Linked DNA regions of Callithrix jacchus: region 1 is linked to region 2. Evidence: chromatin contacts called from public Hi-C data. All regions are on one chromosome and are shown on one strand. The core of a region is the stretch at or near the end of the contact, and the rest is flanking DNA. Distances in the headings are between cores, read along the strand shown. Region 1 has its middle 53 kb from the start of PTPN1. Region 2 has its middle 160 kb from the start of CEBPB.

What was found. A called contact is a pair of places that touch in the nucleus more often than the background predicts.
Region 1: a contact with region 2 is called in a Hi-C map of induced pluripotent stem cells, with 3 times the contacts expected there. The contact joins two enhancer-like sites. A contact is called at or near these places in 2 of 3 Hi-C or Micro-C datasets (induced pluripotent stem cells and skeletal muscle).

Annotation. Positions count from the first base shown.
Region 1 is chr5:45,993,226-45,996,926 of calJac240_pri, forward strand. No RefSeq gene overlaps it. Among named protein-coding and RNA genes, the nearest start is that of PTPN1, 53 kb to the right of the region's middle. Within about 2 kb of position 2,001, at least 6 of the 16 cell types and tissues checked have an H3K27ac peak or open chromatin away from gene starts, as enhancers often do. A contact at or near this core is called in skeletal muscle, where this site is marked.
Region 2 is chr5:45,883,358-45,886,802 of calJac240_pri, forward strand. No RefSeq gene overlaps it. Among named protein-coding and RNA genes, the nearest start is that of CEBPB, 160 kb to the left of the region's middle. Within about 2 kb of position 1,899, at least 2 of the 16 cell types and tissues checked have an H3K27ac peak or open chromatin away from gene starts, as enhancers often do. A contact at or near this core is called in skeletal muscle, where this site is marked.

The sequences.
Region 1 (3,701 bases), core at 751-3,250, 110 kb after region 2:
GTGATTGTCTTGTTCATGACTACATCTCCAGCACCTAAAACAACATGTATTTGTTGAATTAATCAATCAGTCTATACAGTGATCTGATTCTGCTTTATGGAATTCTTGGGAGATTTTGAAAATTCATTTTAAGCAGCCAGGTTAACAAGAATGAGAGAACTTTGAAAGCTCTGTTTGAATGTGGTTAACGCTACTGAGAAGAATCTAGATAGGCCCAAGATGTTTCGTGAGCTGCACCTTCCACAATGTCATCTACACTGAAAGTCACCGTACCTTTTGTGATCACCTGCCCCCACCTCCACATTTTGCTACTTGCAACTTTTGTTATTGGCCATTTGGCTGGAACAAGATCACTAATATTCTTATTACTTTATTTATTTCTATATTATATTAACATTTTTTTGAAATGGAGTCTCACTCTGTTGCCCAGGCTGGAGTGCAGTGGTATGATCTCTGCTCACTGCAACCTCTGCCTTCCAGGATCAAGAGATTCTTCTGCCTCAGCTTCCCGAGTAGCTGGGATTCCAGGCATGTGCCACCGTGCCCTGGTAATTTTCGTATTTTTAGTAGAGATGGGGTTTCACAATGTTGGTTAGGCTGGTCTCAAACTCCTGACCTCAGGTAATCCACGAGTCCCGGCCTCCCAAAGTGCTTGGATTACAGGTGTGAGCCACCGCGCCAGCCAACATGGTTTTAAGATGGTCAAAAGGTACAAAGAGCGTAGAAGGAGGAGTCTGTCTCCCTCTGACTCCTGCCCTAGAGCCAGTTCATGTTTCCAGGTACGTAGTAAATGCTTCCGGAAATGCTCCGTGCGGAAGCCGTCATGCGGGGCTATTTCCTCACCTTTCCTGTTTACACAGAAAGGGTCTAGTTATACGCTGCTTTATATCTTTGCTTTTTCTTTTCTCTTCTTTATAATTGATCTTGGAGCTGTTTCCATATCTCACATCGTATGTGTGTGTTTTAGTTGTACAGAAAGGTGGATGTATCAAGAGCTCAGAGGGTAACTGGTCTCTCTCTCTCTCTCTCTCTCTCTCTCTCTCTCTCTCTCTGTCTCTCTCTCTCTCTCTCTCTCTCTCTCTCTCTCTCTGTCTCTCTCTCTCTCTCTCTCTTCTTTTGAGATGAAGTTTAGCTCTTGTCACCCAGGCTGGAGTGCAGTGGCACAATCTCGGCTCACTGCAACCTCTGCCTCCTGGGTTCAAGCAATTCCCCTGCCTCAGCCTCCAAGTAGCTGTCCACCACCACACCTGGCTAATTTTTGTGCTTTTAGTAGAAACTGGGTTTCACCGTGTTGGCCAGGCTGGTCTCAAACTCCTGATCTCAGGTGATCAGAATCAGGTGACAGATCTTGCTCTGTCATGCAGGCTGGAGTGCAGTGGCACGATCTTGGATCACTGCAGCCTCTAACTCCGGGGTTCAAGCAATCCTCCCACCTCAACCTCCCGAGGGGCTGTGACTACAGTCATTCTTTTTAAAAGCTATAGAATACCGTCTTTATTTTCCGTTCCCCCACCGATGGACGCCTCAGACAGCTCCAGGCTTTCGTGTCTGCAGACAGCACTGCAGTGATGGTCCTTGCCAGCACCTTTTGGCCCAGGAAAATCACTGAGTCCTTTTGAGTCTGGTAAAGTGGCCCCAGAGCTTACTCTCCCCAACCTCATCTTCACCCCCTCCGCCCGCCCCACCCTTGCTGCTGCTTGTGTTTTGGCCTTTTAAAGACTTTTTCAAAGTTGACTTTGGCTTCTTGGCCTGGAACTCTGAAGTGTTTGAGCTGATAAGATAGGCTTGGCTGAGGGGGCCTGGGGTAAACAGTGACCCTGGGGCCCTCAGCCCAGCACAGGAGGGGCCACGGCCCTAAGCCTCTCCTGTCTCCAGCTGTGGGGACAGGCGGTGTGGCTGGAGGAGGAAGCTGAATTTTGCTGGGCTCCCCAGGATTTGGGAACCGGAAGGCAGTGGGAAGCTGGCTCTACACAGACCTACTCCACTGGGCCTCTCCTCAACCAAACAGGAGGCCACAGGCAGGTTGGAGCAAAGTCCTGGCAAACCCGAAGACACATCCTGTGGAGCCCCTAGGAGCCAAGGGTCACAGGAGGGTTCCTGTCCCCAAGGCCGGGGCAGACAGCACTGGCACCGTCTCCACAGTGTCACCCAGTGATGCCAGTCATCTCAGGCCGGGAACTGTACCTGCCCTGCACTGATCTAGGCCACAGAAGTGAACAAATCAGTTTGGATTCCCACCCTCTAGAACTTTCTTCGGTCGAGGAGGGCAGAGAGAAGATAAACAGAAAAGAACTGCCCAGGGTGCCAGGGGTCACAGTGGGGAACAGCCAGGCTGCTGGGGTAGAGTAGGGGCACCGCTCAGCCTGGAGGGAGAACCTCCCAGTCATGCCTCGGCCCAGCTTAAAACTCTTTGAGGCCTCCCAGGGTTTCTCAGGGCTCCTGAGACCCATGGCCTCTGCATGAGCCTCCCTGCCCACCTCTACCAGCAGGGCCAAAGGTGCTAGCTTAGCAACACATGGTACCCATGTCTACCTGGGGTCCCTGCATAGCTGCTCCCTCTGCTGGCAGCACCCTCAGCTCCCAGCTCCCACTCAACCTTCAGGCTCTCAGCTGAGATGTCACCTCCTCCTCCAGGAAGGCTTCTTTGATGCCCCTGGATGGTCTTGGGGCTGTCACAGGCTCCTGTACATTCCTCGTCCCTGCTTCAGTCACTCTGGATTGGGGTCACTTGTTTCCTGGTGGCCCATGATAGCTCAGCATGGCCAGAACCCAGCTCTGTGGCTGACCCTGCTGGATTTGAAAGCTAGCTCCACCTCTTAGCTGTGCAACGTTGGGCCTCAGTTTTCCCAACTGGAAAAAGGGCATAGTGATGGCACCTACCTCAGAGGGTGGTTGTGAGGAAGCAGCAATCTAATACAAGTACTTAGAATGGCCTCTGGTGCAGAGTTCGCACTCAGTAAATGTTGGCTGTGCCATCACACCTTCTCTCTCTCACACAACATAGCAGGTGCTCACTTTACATTTGCACACTGAATCAGTGCCGCCTTTCAAATATGTTTATGAAAATGAGCAATGGCCGGGCGCAGTGGCTCACGCCTGTAATCCCAGCACTTTGGGAGGCCGAGGTGGGTGGATCACAAGGTCAGGAGTTCAAGACCAGCTCGGCCAAAATGGTGAAACCCCATCTCTAAAAAAAAAAAGAAAAGAAAAAGAAAGAAAATGAGCAATGAGGGGAAAGGCTTAGGTAATTCAGATGCTCCTCAACTCGGAATAGGGCTACAGCCTGGTAAACCCACTGTAAGTTGAAAATATCATTAAGTCCAAAGTGCATGTGGCACACCTAACCCACTGAACATCAGCATAGCCTCACCTCGCCTGCCTTAAAGGTGCTTGAAACCTTTACACTCGCCCACATTGGGCAAAATTATTTAACATAAAGCCTCTTTTATAATAAAGTGTCCAATATTTCATGTAAAATTATTATACTCCATATCGCTAGCCTGAGAAAAGATTAAAATTCAAAGTATGATTTTTTTTTTTTTTTTTTGAGACAGAGTCTTGCTCTGTCACTCAGGCTGGAGTGTAATGTTGCGATCTCAGCTCACCGCAACCTCCACCTCCCAGGTTCAAGTGATCCTCCTGCCTCAGCCTCCCAAGTAGCTGGGATTACAGGCATGTGCCACCACACCTGGCTAATTTTG
Region 2 (3,445 bases), core at 649-3,148:
TTCCACGGCACCACCTCAAGGAACCCCCACTCCGTGCCAGTGGTTGAAGCTTCCCCATTTTGCAGAGGTGGAAACTGAGGCTCAGGGAGGAGAAATGCCTCCTATTGCAAGGCCTGCAGTCTGGGAGCTGGTCCGATCCTAAAACGACTCTCAACCTCCTCCATGGTTGCCTGCCCCTCTGCAAGGCCTTCCCCATCTTGAGGCCCTGGTGACAGCTGTGCTAAAGTCAGAGAACCTGGAGTCCTTATCAGGAGCCAGGACTCAGGAGCCAGATGACTCGAGTTCGAATCCTGCCTCGGTAGCTCTGCGACCTTGGGCAAGTCACTTAGCCTCTCTATGCCCCAGCGTCCTCATTTGCCAAACAGGAGTGGTTGGTCATCATTACCTCCAAAGTGCTGTGCCACTGGGTCCCACTGTGGCAGCCACATCTCCCAGCTGCGCTTTATTTTTCTCCAAAACACTCATCACCTTCTAGCATAGTACACCCTGTGTTTACTTCCGATGACCCTGGAGTGTCAATCCCATGGCCTTTTGGGTATTTTGTTCGTGAGTAGTGTCTAGAACAGGATCCTGCACACAGCTGCTGCTCAGCACGTTTTTACTGCAGGAACCAGGTAACACATGTGACATATGGGAACATGGTCTGGTGCATAGTGGGTGGGGTAGAGGTGTTTGCTCTTGTCATTAAGTGGGGAGTGGGCATTTGTAAGCATGAAAGCCCAGTCAATCCCGATTAGGCGTGGGGGGTCCCATCCCCTTTTCTGCACGTCCTTCTTGCCTTCAGGATCTGCGCAGCCCACTCTGGGCCAGACATCTCTGACCTTTGGTCTCTGAAAATACGGAGGCCGGCAGGTGCTATGAGCTGGTGGTTTCATGCCTCATGAGGGATAGGGACTTGGTTTCACCCACCTGACCACAGTTGAGCCAGAGGCTCAATGGTCTCTGCTCTCTCAGGACTTTCCCCCTGTATATTTCCCCTGACCACCCACTGCCCCATAGCCCAGTGCCTCTGTCGGTAAGTCCAGTTGGCAGCTCTGGCAAAAATGTCCTGCCAATGAGTTGTTGGTGAATATTTAGGAAGCCCAGCGGGTCTGTTGAGAAAGCAGCTTCCTGAGTATAATTCTTTCTAAGAAAGAATGAGAGGAGGGGCCTAGGCCTCAGAGACCATCCAGTGGTGTGCTGACCTTTGAAGGCATTGTGTCCAGCTGCCTGGTCATTGCTTCTGGGCACCCATTGGCACCTGGCATCCTGGTTTCCTGAGAAGAGTCAGGAGCTGCAGGGGGAGTCCATGCCCAGGCAGAGACAACCTGTTCTGACCTCTCACTTCCTTCCTGCTTTTCTCCCAGACTCCCATCCCTGGCTGGGGCATGCTGTGGTTGCCAGAGGCTGCACAGGAGAAGCAGGCTGGGGGGGCTGGCCAGGGTGGCCATGGCTTCCTCGAGGACCCATGGTGGTGTGGAGGCTTTGCTCAGCATAACTGGATAACCTTGGTATCGGCCCTCCCCTCCTGCAGCTGCCAGGGTTCAGGCCCCTTCTCCCATTCCTCTCTCTACCCCACATTTATTGAGCACCTACTATGTGCCCAGCCCTCGGGTACAATGAAAAGACATCTGCCCTATCTTTACCCTGGTTCTGATACCCAGTACCTGTCCTGGGACAGTTGTGACAGCTGCTCGATTGTCCTTCTCAGTCTCTCCCTGTCCCAGCACTTCCCCTTCTACAACTGCTGAGTTCATCTTCAGAAAGCACAACTCCAGATCCTGCTTCTGCTCTGCTCTAAAACCATCAGTGGCTCCCCGCCGTGAGCTGCCGAAAGTCCAAATGTCCCGGCTGGGTGAGCCTGGTCCTGCTCTGTCTACCCTGACTGCCCTCTGGAGCCTCGTTCCCCACATAGCCAGCCACTAGGATGACCCCTGGTTTTTCAAACACACCCTGGCCTCCCCCTCCTTACTCCTGCTCAAGCCTTTCCTGCCAGCCCAGAGCCCTTTCTCAGCCCACCTCTTGTGTCTGTAGCCTTTTATTTGCTTCTTTCTTTTGGGACACATCACACAGTGCTTTGAGTTACACTTATTTATATCTTCCCTTCCTCTCAGAGGGCAGGAAGGTGCCAGCTTCATTTCTGGGCTTGGTGCCAGCCTCAAAGCAGGTCCTGGTTAGGTTTGTTGGCTGAGTTGGTGAGAATGCTGCATTTGCGTGCGTCTCGGGCCACCCAGCACATGTCCCCCTCCTTCTGGAAACCATGTTGAGTTTTCCCTATGGTGCCTCCACCCCCTTGGTTTCGTGAATCAGGGAGGTTGACCCCATCCGTCCCCAGGGATGACTCAGGGCTGCAGGCCTGGCCAATCAGAAAACCCCAGGCCCCTCACCACAGGGATTGGTTCAGGGGTGAGCACATGATCCCATCAGGGCCAAGAGATTAATCCCGTGACTTTGAAATAGAAAAGACATTGCCGCCTTGAGGTGGCTGAGCTCACTGTAGGATGTCAGCTTGGAGCAGCCAAGGCCCTGAGAGGAGAGACCACCTGAGAATGCCAGTGACATGGGGCAAAGCAGAGCCAAGACGCACAGACAGCCCCCTGACAAAAATCATCATCAGGGCTCCTGGATCCAGCTGTATCTGAAGCAGGACTGGCTCTCTCATTCTCCCTTTTTAAAACCCACCTTGGATTGGGTTTCCATTGCCTGCAGCTACAAGAAATCCTGACAAATGCCTGACCCTTCTGAATATACCTCTCACCATCTTACTGTCCACACTATCATGGCCCCATGCGAAATTGTCTTATGGGGAGCCCCTTCGAATATCCAGAGCTGGAGGAGGCATTTCTTCCTCAATGGAGCTCAGGTGTCACTAGTTTCTTTTCTCACTCATGGGCAATATGATCAACGATCACTGGTTCTGGCTGCCTCAAGCTCCTTTTGGAACAAGGAAGAGAGAAAGTGGAATAACCTAAAGGATTAAAATGGGCTCGAGTTCCCAGGGGCTAAGGCTGGGCCCTCAGCCCCTCTACTGTTCAGCATGGACAGGCACACGGCAGGTGCTTCTGGTCATTCACTACCTAACTGTGCAAGGCAAGGGTTCTCAATCTGGGCCCTGTGGGCATTCCGGACTGGCTGCTTCTTTGTGAAATACCCCAGGATTGGTTAGGAGTCTCAGTCTCTGTTCTACTGACATTTGGTGCCAAATAACTCCTAGGTGTGGGCTGTCCTGGTTGTGATGGTGTCCCTTAGCAGCATCCCTGGCCTCGATACCTGCTAGATGCCAGCAGCGCCCCCTGCCCTGAGTTGTGACAGTCACACATACCTCCAGACATTGCCAAACGTTCTCTCCGGGGCAAAATCACCCCCTGGTTGAGAATCTCTGCCGTAAGTAAGGTGCTTCTCACTGGACCTTGCTATTTATAGCAAGTGCTCAATAAATACCAGCAAAGATGCTTCAGTGACGATG